Regions from separate parts of the Sus scrofa genome. Here all the other regions are linked to region 3. The links are chromatin contacts, called in public Hi-C maps. All regions are on one chromosome and are shown on one strand. Each heading gives the region's core, a stretch centred on a gene start, on an enhancer-like site or on the middle of the called end of the contact. The rest is flanking DNA. Distances are from core to core; before and after follow the strand shown. Region 1 has its middle 47 kb from the start of MFGE8. Region 2 holds the start of ABHD2 (monoacylglycerol lipase ABHD2). Region 3 holds the start of HAPLN3 (hyaluronan and proteoglycan link protein 3).

Region 1 (3,001 bases), core at 502-3,001, 64 kb before region 3:
CCTTTCAGGGGAGAACTTTCTCAAAAATGGAAACAAGACCTGTCTGGCATAACCCAGTCTTAGCAAGCCCACACTGGAGCCTTGTCCAGTTCCCCAGCCTGCAGTTCTTAGCATCGGCTTGTTCCTCTTTTGGAAAATTAGAACAACATTTGCCTATTTCCAGTCAGGTGGCGCCTCGCCCATTCTTAAAAATTCCTCAAAGATTACAAACATTGGTGGGGCCTTGGAACATAACCAAAGCAGGCCTTGTTGACTTTAGAGGATTTAAAAATTTTTCTTTTTTAAAAATAAGCCTCACCTCATTCTGGGCTTTATTTCTCCCCACATGTTCTTCTGATGCTCTATCACCATTTAAAAAATAATCACCTTGACTCTAAACTTCAGATTAGGTTTCACTTTTCCTTCTCACACATCCCATCCCCAGCCTACATCTAACCAATGGAGAATCCCACCATAGTTGTGTGGTCTTAGGCAAAACAATGAAACTCTCTGTGCCTTAGTATTGCCTTCTATAAAATGAGAAACTTAAACTGGCTGGTCACCAAATTTCCTTCTCGAGCTAAGTTTTGGGGTTAAGGATTCTTTTGACAATTGGTTAAAAACCATGGACACTCATTCTAGAAAAAACGATCACATGGCTTATGCTGGCTTAGAGACACGACCTCATACCTTGTTTTGGCTGCCAAGACCACTATTTCCCCTTCTTTCAGGGGACATTTCTCCCTGCATGCCAGCTACTAGACTCTAAATGGGCTACCAATAAAAGTACTCTGCCTAGGAGTTCCCATCATGGCGCAGCGGTTAACGAACCTGACTAGCATCCATGAGGACGTGGATTCAATTCCTGGCCTCTCTCAATTCAATTCCTGGTTAAGGATCTGGCACTGCAGTGAGCTGTGATGTAGGTCGCAGATGTGGCTCGGATCCCGAGTTGCTGTGGCTGTGGCATAGACAGGTGGCTACAGCACCGATTTGACCCCTAACCTGGAAACCTCCATATGCCTTCAGTGTAGCCCTAAAAAAAAAAAAAAAGTACTCTGCCCATAAGAGTGGGGTGTCAAGACCTTTTTTGCTTTGTTCTTTTCATTTTTCTCCTTCTGAATAGAACCAGAAGGGAAGAATTATTTTCCTCTTTGGTAGAAAGCCAAGGTGTGAGTCCAGATCTGCTGGGGCCGTTTTCCTGCTTTGCAGAGAAAGCCCTTCTGTGTAGACCACAGGGAAGGAGAAAGCCTGGGGGTGAAGGGAAGAGGTGAGAGCAGTCCCCAGGCATTTCAGGCCTGGATTCAGCTGTCCCTGGGGCTGACCCATTCTTATCCATCCAATCCTTTGGTTCAATGAACCAATATTTTGTTTGTTTGTTTGTGTGAGTTTGTATGACTGGCATTTACAGCAGAACGAGTCCTGGTTAGCACAGATGCAACCTTACCCTACTTTGTACCACGGACCCTTATAGTTTAATACTGTCCCCTTACTTGTCCTCACTGTCCTCACAAGTCTAGCTAAGCTCTTTTAAGGCACTTTTAAAATACCTCAGGGACTCAGCTGGTTTTGATGGAATTAAACAGAATTTTAATTATTTCCTCCTATGGACTCGTGTCATCACCCCCCCCTCTCCCGGAAAACCATTATGTTTTAGGAGGACAAGGACATTGTTTTCTACGTTTTGAAAACTCCTGAAATGTCTTCTGCACACAGCAGGAGCTCACAGAGCGCTGGGGGTTGTGGTGGCAGTAACCACAACGCTGGGGGAGGAGCTCACTAACCTCACGCTCTGGAACATTCTTAAACACGCTCTGCGTGCTGGCACTAGAGACAGCAGGACACGGTCACAGGCAACAGAGCCCCTCTGCCCCGCAGTCCAGCCTGGAAGCTGAGGGTACACGTGACTCCCCACCACGCCTCCAGGGAATTCCAGTCAGCCCTGGCGAAAGAGCACAGCAGCTTCTGGAACTTCCCCCAAGAATGGAGCCCTGCGCAGCCAGAGCCTAAATACGGTCAGCCCGTGGCTACAGCAAGCGTCTGTTTTTAATACAAGAGCCAGAGTGGCCTGACCTGGTTAGTAACTCCTGTTCTGGGAAGCTCCTGAAATTAAAGCGAGGCTGCTGGGCGCACACACATGTAGGCACACCAAAGACTTGTAAGCAAATAGCATGCTTTACCTCCCATTGTAACTGCCACTTTTCAAAAACATGTTCTCAAGCAATAGATCTTACAAGCACATTTACTGTGGTGAGCGTGTGGGGAGGTGAGGGTGGATGTGTGACGGGGTGACAGCGTCAGGGAAGCGTTCTGTCTTGCAAAAGAGTCCCTCATAGAATCCGAAGCTGGGGTGGTTGAGAGGAGGTGAGAAACCAGTGGGTCCTGTCAGCCACTAGAGGGCGCTGGGGAGAAGCACATAGCAAATTTGGGCGGGTGTCACAGTTTCCTCACTGCATCTCAAAGGCCAGAGGTGGGGCCCCTTTTTACAGCTGGAGATCAAGGCACGTGGCCAGTGGGGATTGAGTAGGAACACAACTGCACACCCAGTGTGGTGCTTTGGGCGTTTCATAGCTTCCGCTACCAGGAAAGTGCAGGGAAGTGCTACCTTTGCGGTTAAGCTGGAACAGCCCTAGGGATGTCTCTTAGCTTCATTTTCATTCTAAATCGGTCCTCTTTGTCCTAGCCAGTTCTCCAGACCCTAAGCCAAATCTGAGTGTTCCTTATGGCTCACTCGGGTACTGAGGGCAGGCCCCCCCGGGCATTGAGGGGATTAGGTAAATGTGGGGAAGGAGAGAGAAGGCAGTCATTTCTACCTACAATGGCCCCCTTGTCTTCCTTGATGGCGGTAGCGGAAGACCTGCTCTGACCAAGAGCAGCCTCAGTTTTTCCAGGTGAGTGGGTGTCCAGGAAGTGCCCACAGAATTGCCTCCGGGAGAGTGAGTCATTTATTGGGAAAATGGTGAAAGAACTTACTCACCAAGACTATGGAGTGGGTTTACCCAGGAACAGGAAGTGTGTCTTT
Region 2 (2,954 bases), core at 205-2,704, 120 kb before region 3:
TTAATTCATCCTAAAACAGATAAAATGTTGTGCTAAGGTTCTGCTTCTGCCTCCTGACCTTCAGAAGATTATTATTCTACTCTATTCAGGCAAATGACAGGGGGCAGTGAAAGGGGGCTACTGGATGGCTTCTCTTTTGGACTCTAAAAAGCTCGGGGCCAGATCACATTAACTCTGCCAAACCTACAGTCTCCCACCCCCACCCCGGCAACTCTCCTGAGTCTGATCTTGGAGCCTGCCTTTGGATCTGGTTACTGGAATGCAAGTCAAACTAACACACTGGAGGTGGAGCAACCAAGAGAGAGGAATTAGGAAGATGATTAGAGGCAGCCCACGTAGTTCAAATTAAGGAGTTTCATGATGGCTAAATAAGCTACTTGGCAGGGTCCATTCTCTTTGCTAGCACAGACTCTTGAGAGTTGAGACCACACAACATCCACTTTCAAACTAATGGACCCCCAGCAGTACTCTTCTCAAGGTAGGCATTAAAGGTCACCCAGAGTGCCTCTGTGAGTGGAGAAGGGCCTTACAGGTGGGTCATGCAGTCTTCCCTTTCGAGTCCTTTCTAAGCATCCCTGACAGGTGGCTGTCACTTGGCCTCTGCCTGGTCACTTCCAAGGTCGAGATGGTGACTGCCTCGCCTAGCAGGGCCTGCTGCTGGACAGCTCTCACTGTGGGGAAAGATCACGAAGAGCCTAGAAAGGTGCCGGGCGCAGGGCCGAGCTCCCTAAGTGCGCCTCCAAGTGGGTCAAAAGCTACCTCCCAACTTGAACCTATCAGTCCTGGGTGCGCCTCTTGAGCCCAGAAACACAGAGGGCCCTCCGGTATTCCGGGTTTGTAATTAGGCCCCCGGCCCTCTCCCTATAGGCGCGGGTCCCATATCTCCTTCACCAAGACCCCTGCCTCAGACCCCAGAGGTCCCAAGGGTGCGCACGGATGCAGGAATGGCTGGCAGGGAGGCCGCAGTCGGGAATGTCCCCAGCCTCTGTGCCCGAGGCGAGAGGGGACAAAGAGCTTTCAGGAAGGCGTACCCCACCCAATGTGATCCAGGCTGCTTCCCTCCCCGACGGCCCTGGGGACCCCCGAGGCGCCAGGTGACAGGCCCCCGAGGATCCCGAGCCGCAGGCAACGGCGCGATGGGCCGAGCCACGACAGGACCGCGGGGCTCAGGGGTTTAGCCCAACTGATCCGGGGCTCGATCGCGGCTTAGCGGAGCTAGCTCGACCGTGGCTTTACCTGAGCGCGGTTGACTACAGCGGCCCAGCTCGCCCTCAGTCCAGTCTCCGCAGCTCCGCCGCTGCCGCCGGCGCTCATGGAAATGCAGCCGGAACCCCTGGCCAGTGCAGCTCCCGCCGCTACCGGCCCCGCCCAAGCAACTGCCGCCCCGCCCCTGACGACCGCTTCTACCACGCCCCTAACCACGGAAACTAGCCCGTTCATTGGGCCGCCCGGCTTCTGCTCTATGAGCCCCGAGGGCTTTTTACATCCAGAGGGTAGCCCATTGGTCAGGGGACCTACTCCTCAGAGTGGAGGCGGAGCCCTCAGCCGAGAGCTCCACGACAATTGGTTATTCTTGACGTCTTTAGCCAGTGGGTCAAGACGCTATAGGATAAAGCCAGCCTGGAGTGGGCAGGGCAAAGATAAGAGCGCGGAAAGCTGGGTAGTGGTTGATGTTGATGGAGGCGGGGTACCGAGAGGGAGGCATTTGTGACCGCAGCTGGTTTGGGGGGCTGGGTAAGGTCAGACGTCTTCTGGGGCTGGGAGGAGGGAGGCTGGCTGGTAGCTCAGCTGCCGGGCTTGAAGGCTCCAGGTCGACTGCTGGACTCACCTGTAGTTCAGGACACTGGTGGCAAGATTTGGGGCTCGTGTCCCAGGAGAGAGGAGGGAAGTTAGTGAGTCACCAAGCCATAAGGAGAAGAAAGGATGTGAAGGCAGCAGCCTCTGGCCTCTGCCAGCTAGGGAAGGATGATGGGGACGTGGCAGGCAGGGTGGACCTCAGTCATTGTCCCACTGTCCTTTCAGCTCTTAAGATGACCCTTGCTCAGTTGAAAGCAGCCTGGAAGAACGTAGCCTTCGGAAGCAGATCTTAGAGTTGGAATCCCTCTTGGTGTGTACAGGTTGCATGGCCCTGAGCAAGTCATTTAATTTTTCTGCATGCATCCTGATTATTTTTCATTTGGCAACTGGGAGTAACAACAGTAGTTAATGAGAAGTTTAAATAATTCTGGTAAACACTAACAGTGCCTGGCACTCAGTAGGCGTTCAATCAAGACTGGTTCCCCATCCACTTACCCATTGGTTTGTGGAACTAAGTCCAATTCTAAAATTCTATGAGTCTGAAACTGCTTTTGCAATGGCATGTGCTTTTACCAAGAAGAGAACACTTGACTAGCTTGAAAAGCAAATGCTTAAGGGCAGAGAGGGCTACCCTGCCAAGGCACAGTAGGGCTGGAAGAGAGAGAGCAAGGAATGAGATGGGAGTTGTGATTTTAGCCAGAGAAGGAAAGTGGTATTTGCATTCATGTTAATTTTTTCAACATATTTCAGGATTTTGAAAAATGGAGCTTCCTTTTTCCTGTTCACCCAACCATGTGTCCAGTGGCTCAAGTTTCGTGGAGTGAGACCACATATCCTTTGGAAGGCTGATCAGCACTGCACCAGAAACCACTGCATAAAATCTGTCAGGAACTCCTGAAGCCCATTCCCCATTCCGAAGCTATGGAAGTCCTAGAATATGAATGGAAATAGCCTCTCAAGGCTATTTCCCAGCTCCTTTGGGCCTACCTTTGAGAGAACCCATACCATGGTGCTCTCGAGGGAAGAAGGAGAAAGAATCCTCTGCTTTGTTTTTCATTCAGTTGTCACGTTACTTAAAACAAAAAGTTTTATTTCAGCATTTATTTATTCCTCTATATTCTCTTCCGTTTGGGGAAAGAAAAACCTGAACAGAGGGT
Region 3 (2,803 bases), core at 154-2,653:
GAATTAATTGTGGTTCAAGCCTTGTTAGAACCCAGGAATCCCACCTGCAGAGGGGGAAACAGAGCTTCACTCCCATGTGTCAACTTGTCCCTCTTTGAGGCATTGAATTTTCTGCAGGCCAGACTCATTGGCTGGCTGGCAGGGTGGTCTGGTGAGCAGTGGTCACAAGTCCCCCACCTGGCCCAGGAGACCCAAGGTGACCCCAGAATTGCCTAAGCCACCTCTCAGTCCCTTCTTCCACTCCTCTTTGCAGCCTTGGATGTGTTGGCCTTCTGAAAGTCCCCCTCCTGGGACCCTGGACTGGGGGCCCCTCATTTCTGACCCCTTCTGCCCTAGGCTGTTGCTGAGCAGGCACCTCCACTTCACCAGCATTCACCATCACCTCTGCAGATTGAGGTTTTTATTCCTGACAGCAGTCCTGAGAGCCAGCTCTGAGATTCCACCTACTGGCCAGTCCTGCCACTGGCTGGGATGTTGAGCTTGCTTCGTTGTAGCAAAACTGACCTTCTCAGCTGTCCATTCCTCTCCCTACCCCTGTGGCTGTCCCTACCCCTGTGGGCCCTTGACCCACCGCTCCCGGGAGTCGAGTCTCCTTTCCGTTCCTGGTTTTAATAGAGTGGAGGGGTTAGGAGCACAAGGCCTCAAGTCAAGAGGACCTGGGTTCAAATCCTGGCTCTTGAGTGCCCTTGGGCAATTTCCTTAAACCTCCCTGGGCCTCAGTTTCCCTGTTTGTAAAGTGGGAGGAATAGGACCTACTCCATGGTCTTGGAACTGATGGAGAGAATGTATGCAAACACCTATGCAAAGCCTGGTGGCAGAGAAGCTTGTGAGTTTCCTCCTTGGAACTCATGTCCTGTTTTTTTTCTCTTGCCAGTCCTCTTGCGTCCAGTGCTCAGACGGGTCTCTCTTCCTTGTGGAGGAACCTTCATTGGTTCCCTTTTGTTCATCATGCTGCCATTCACTTTGGTGCAATTTAATCTCATCCACCGCAGCTCTTCATGCTGTGATTTACTCCTGGCTGCGTGTGTGCAACACCCCCCACACACACACACACCCCCACACGGGCTGTCAAAATTGTGTTTAGAAAGAGGCTCTGGGTTCAGTGACCACTTGGCCAGCTCCCAGCCGAGGCTGAAGGACCTCCTGAGGCTTTGCTGCTGCGGAAATGATAGGGCTGTCCAGGCCAAGCCTCCCCGTCGATCTGGAGGGGAAAAAAATCACCCCGTCCAAACAGAGGCATCCTGGGAAGTGGCTGCCTGATGGCCTTGCTGACAGGTCAGGCGTCTAAGGCAGGGTTCCGCCCCTGTTAGAGGGCCAATCAGAAGGCCCATCGCTCCTGCGGGGCCTCTGGCAGCACCATCCCTTATCCCTTGGATCCCCTTCCCCCAGGGCTGCTCATTCAAGCCCCGCCTACCAGAGGCCGCGTGCCTGTACCTGACCGTGAGTGAGGAGGTTGGCGGGCCATTTCCGGTGGCCAAATTCCGGGGCAGGAGGACTGTCAGCGACCCCTTGCCTTCTATGGGGGACAAGGCAGGCATATAGCATGCTCAGCCCTCCCTCTCCTGCAGGTGGGGGGCAGTCGGAGCCTGCCTGCCGAGGGTGGAGAGGGGCTCCTCCTGCTTAGTCCCATGGCTTTTGGCAAAGCCAGAACGTTCTAATGAGACCCTCCCTCTACAGAGGCTCCTCTTCCATCCCCCCGCACCTCCTTCCCCCAGATGGGACAGCCGCTCAAGGCCCGGACCCTCCTCCCTTCACCGCACGGCCGGCAGTTCCGAGGGTTGGGGGTGGTCCCCGGCCGAGCCTGGAGACAGCCCGCGTCGGTAGGCACCTCCTCCCTTGGGCTGGGCCCAGAGGGCAGGAAAAAGGGGCGTGTGTTTCTTTAAGGAGTTGGCTCTTTAAAGAAGCGCGGGGGTTTGTTCGCAGCCCCTTCCCTTCAGGCCGTTCAAGACCCTCAAATCTGTCCGCTTCCTCGGACCTGGTCAGCTTGCAGCCAGGAGCACTCGAGACGTCAAGAGCCAGACGCCTGGGGACGGTACGTGGCTCGGGTGGCCTGGCTCCTGGGACCCCTTTGGGCCAGTTCCGCCCTTTCTGCTTTGGGTCTCCCGCAGGCCCATTGCGTCCCAGGGCAGGGGCTGGGGACGCAGGCAGGAGGAGTGCGCTGGGCACCGCGGAGCCGGGGCCGAGCTGGTCGCAGGCTGGGGTGCCAGGCTGGGAGCCTTGCGGGGCGCGAGCTGACTTGCGTTAGACCCTGTGCACAGACCTTTGTGGGAGAGGAGACAAATCCCAAGGGAAACCCGTGGCCTCGGAGACCACTGCCCGGTCCAGCCCCTTTCCCTCTGGGAGCCACCAGGTCCCTTCCGATCTCATCCAGTCTCGGGCCTGCAGCCTCCACCACAGCGATCCGGGCTCTGCCCCCAGGCATGTGTCGGATCCTCTGGGGCCCCAGGAACCCTGGGAGGGCTGGGGACACCTCCTAAGGCAGAGCGGGCAAGCGAAGTGCGCCTTTCGGCATCGCCGGTCTGCTCTGGCTGTTCCAGGGCAAACGCAGCAGGTGCTGTCGGTTTCGGGCTTGGATTCGCCGGGGTCTCTATCTCAGGCACAGCAGAGGGGCCGGGAGGGTGGCGAGTGGGGAGCCCTGGGTGGGAGATGCGTTGCTCAGGGAGGAATTCAGGGCTCGTAAGCAGCCTGGAAGGAAACGGCGCAGAGCACTTGGACCCAGCTCTGTCATCGACTCCCTGGGTGGACCCGACCTGTGACCCAGCCTGGTGTCCAGCACTGACCTCCAGAGTGCCTTCACCCTCTG

The links. Hi-C and Micro-C count contacts between places; a contact is called where the count stands out from the background.
Region 1: a contact with region 3 is called in a Hi-C map of subcutaneous adipose tissue, with 2.2 times the contacts expected there. The contact joins the enhancer-like site here to the promoter of HAPLN3 in region 3. A contact is called at or near these places in 2 of 5 promoter capture datasets (fetal skeletal muscle and liver), 16 of 47 Hi-C or Micro-C datasets (alveolar macrophages, embryonic fibroblasts, epiblast stem cells and 9 more) and 1 of 2 datasets of contacts at active chromatin or transcription factors (skeletal muscle).
Region 2: a contact with region 3 is called in a Hi-C map of liver, with 4 times the contacts expected there. The contact joins the promoter of ABHD2 here to the promoter of HAPLN3 in region 3. A contact is called at or near these places in 2 of 47 Hi-C or Micro-C datasets (heart right ventricle and liver).

Annotation. Positions count from the first base shown.
Region 1 is chr7:54,600,296-54,603,296 of Sscrofa11.1, reverse strand. No RefSeq gene overlaps it. Among named protein-coding and RNA genes, the nearest start is that of MFGE8, 47 kb to the right of the region's middle. Within about 2 kb of position 1,751, at least 40 of the 83 cell types and tissues checked have an H3K27ac peak or open chromatin away from gene starts, as enhancers often do. A contact at or near this core is called in alveolar macrophages, embryonic fibroblasts, fetal liver and 4 more, where this site is marked.
Region 2 is chr7:54,654,194-54,657,147 of Sscrofa11.1, reverse strand. It overlaps ABHD2 (monoacylglycerol lipase ABHD2), which reads right to left and starts at 1,454. Exons shown (of 11, transcript XM_001925989.7): 1 at 1,237-1,454. It also overlaps LOC102161272.
Region 3 is chr7:54,536,029-54,538,831 of Sscrofa11.1, reverse strand. It overlaps HAPLN3 (hyaluronan and proteoglycan link protein 3), which reads left to right and starts at 1,403. Exons shown (of 6, transcript XM_001925622.7): 1 at 1,403-1,820; 2 at 1,924-2,032. The coding sequence starts at 1,658.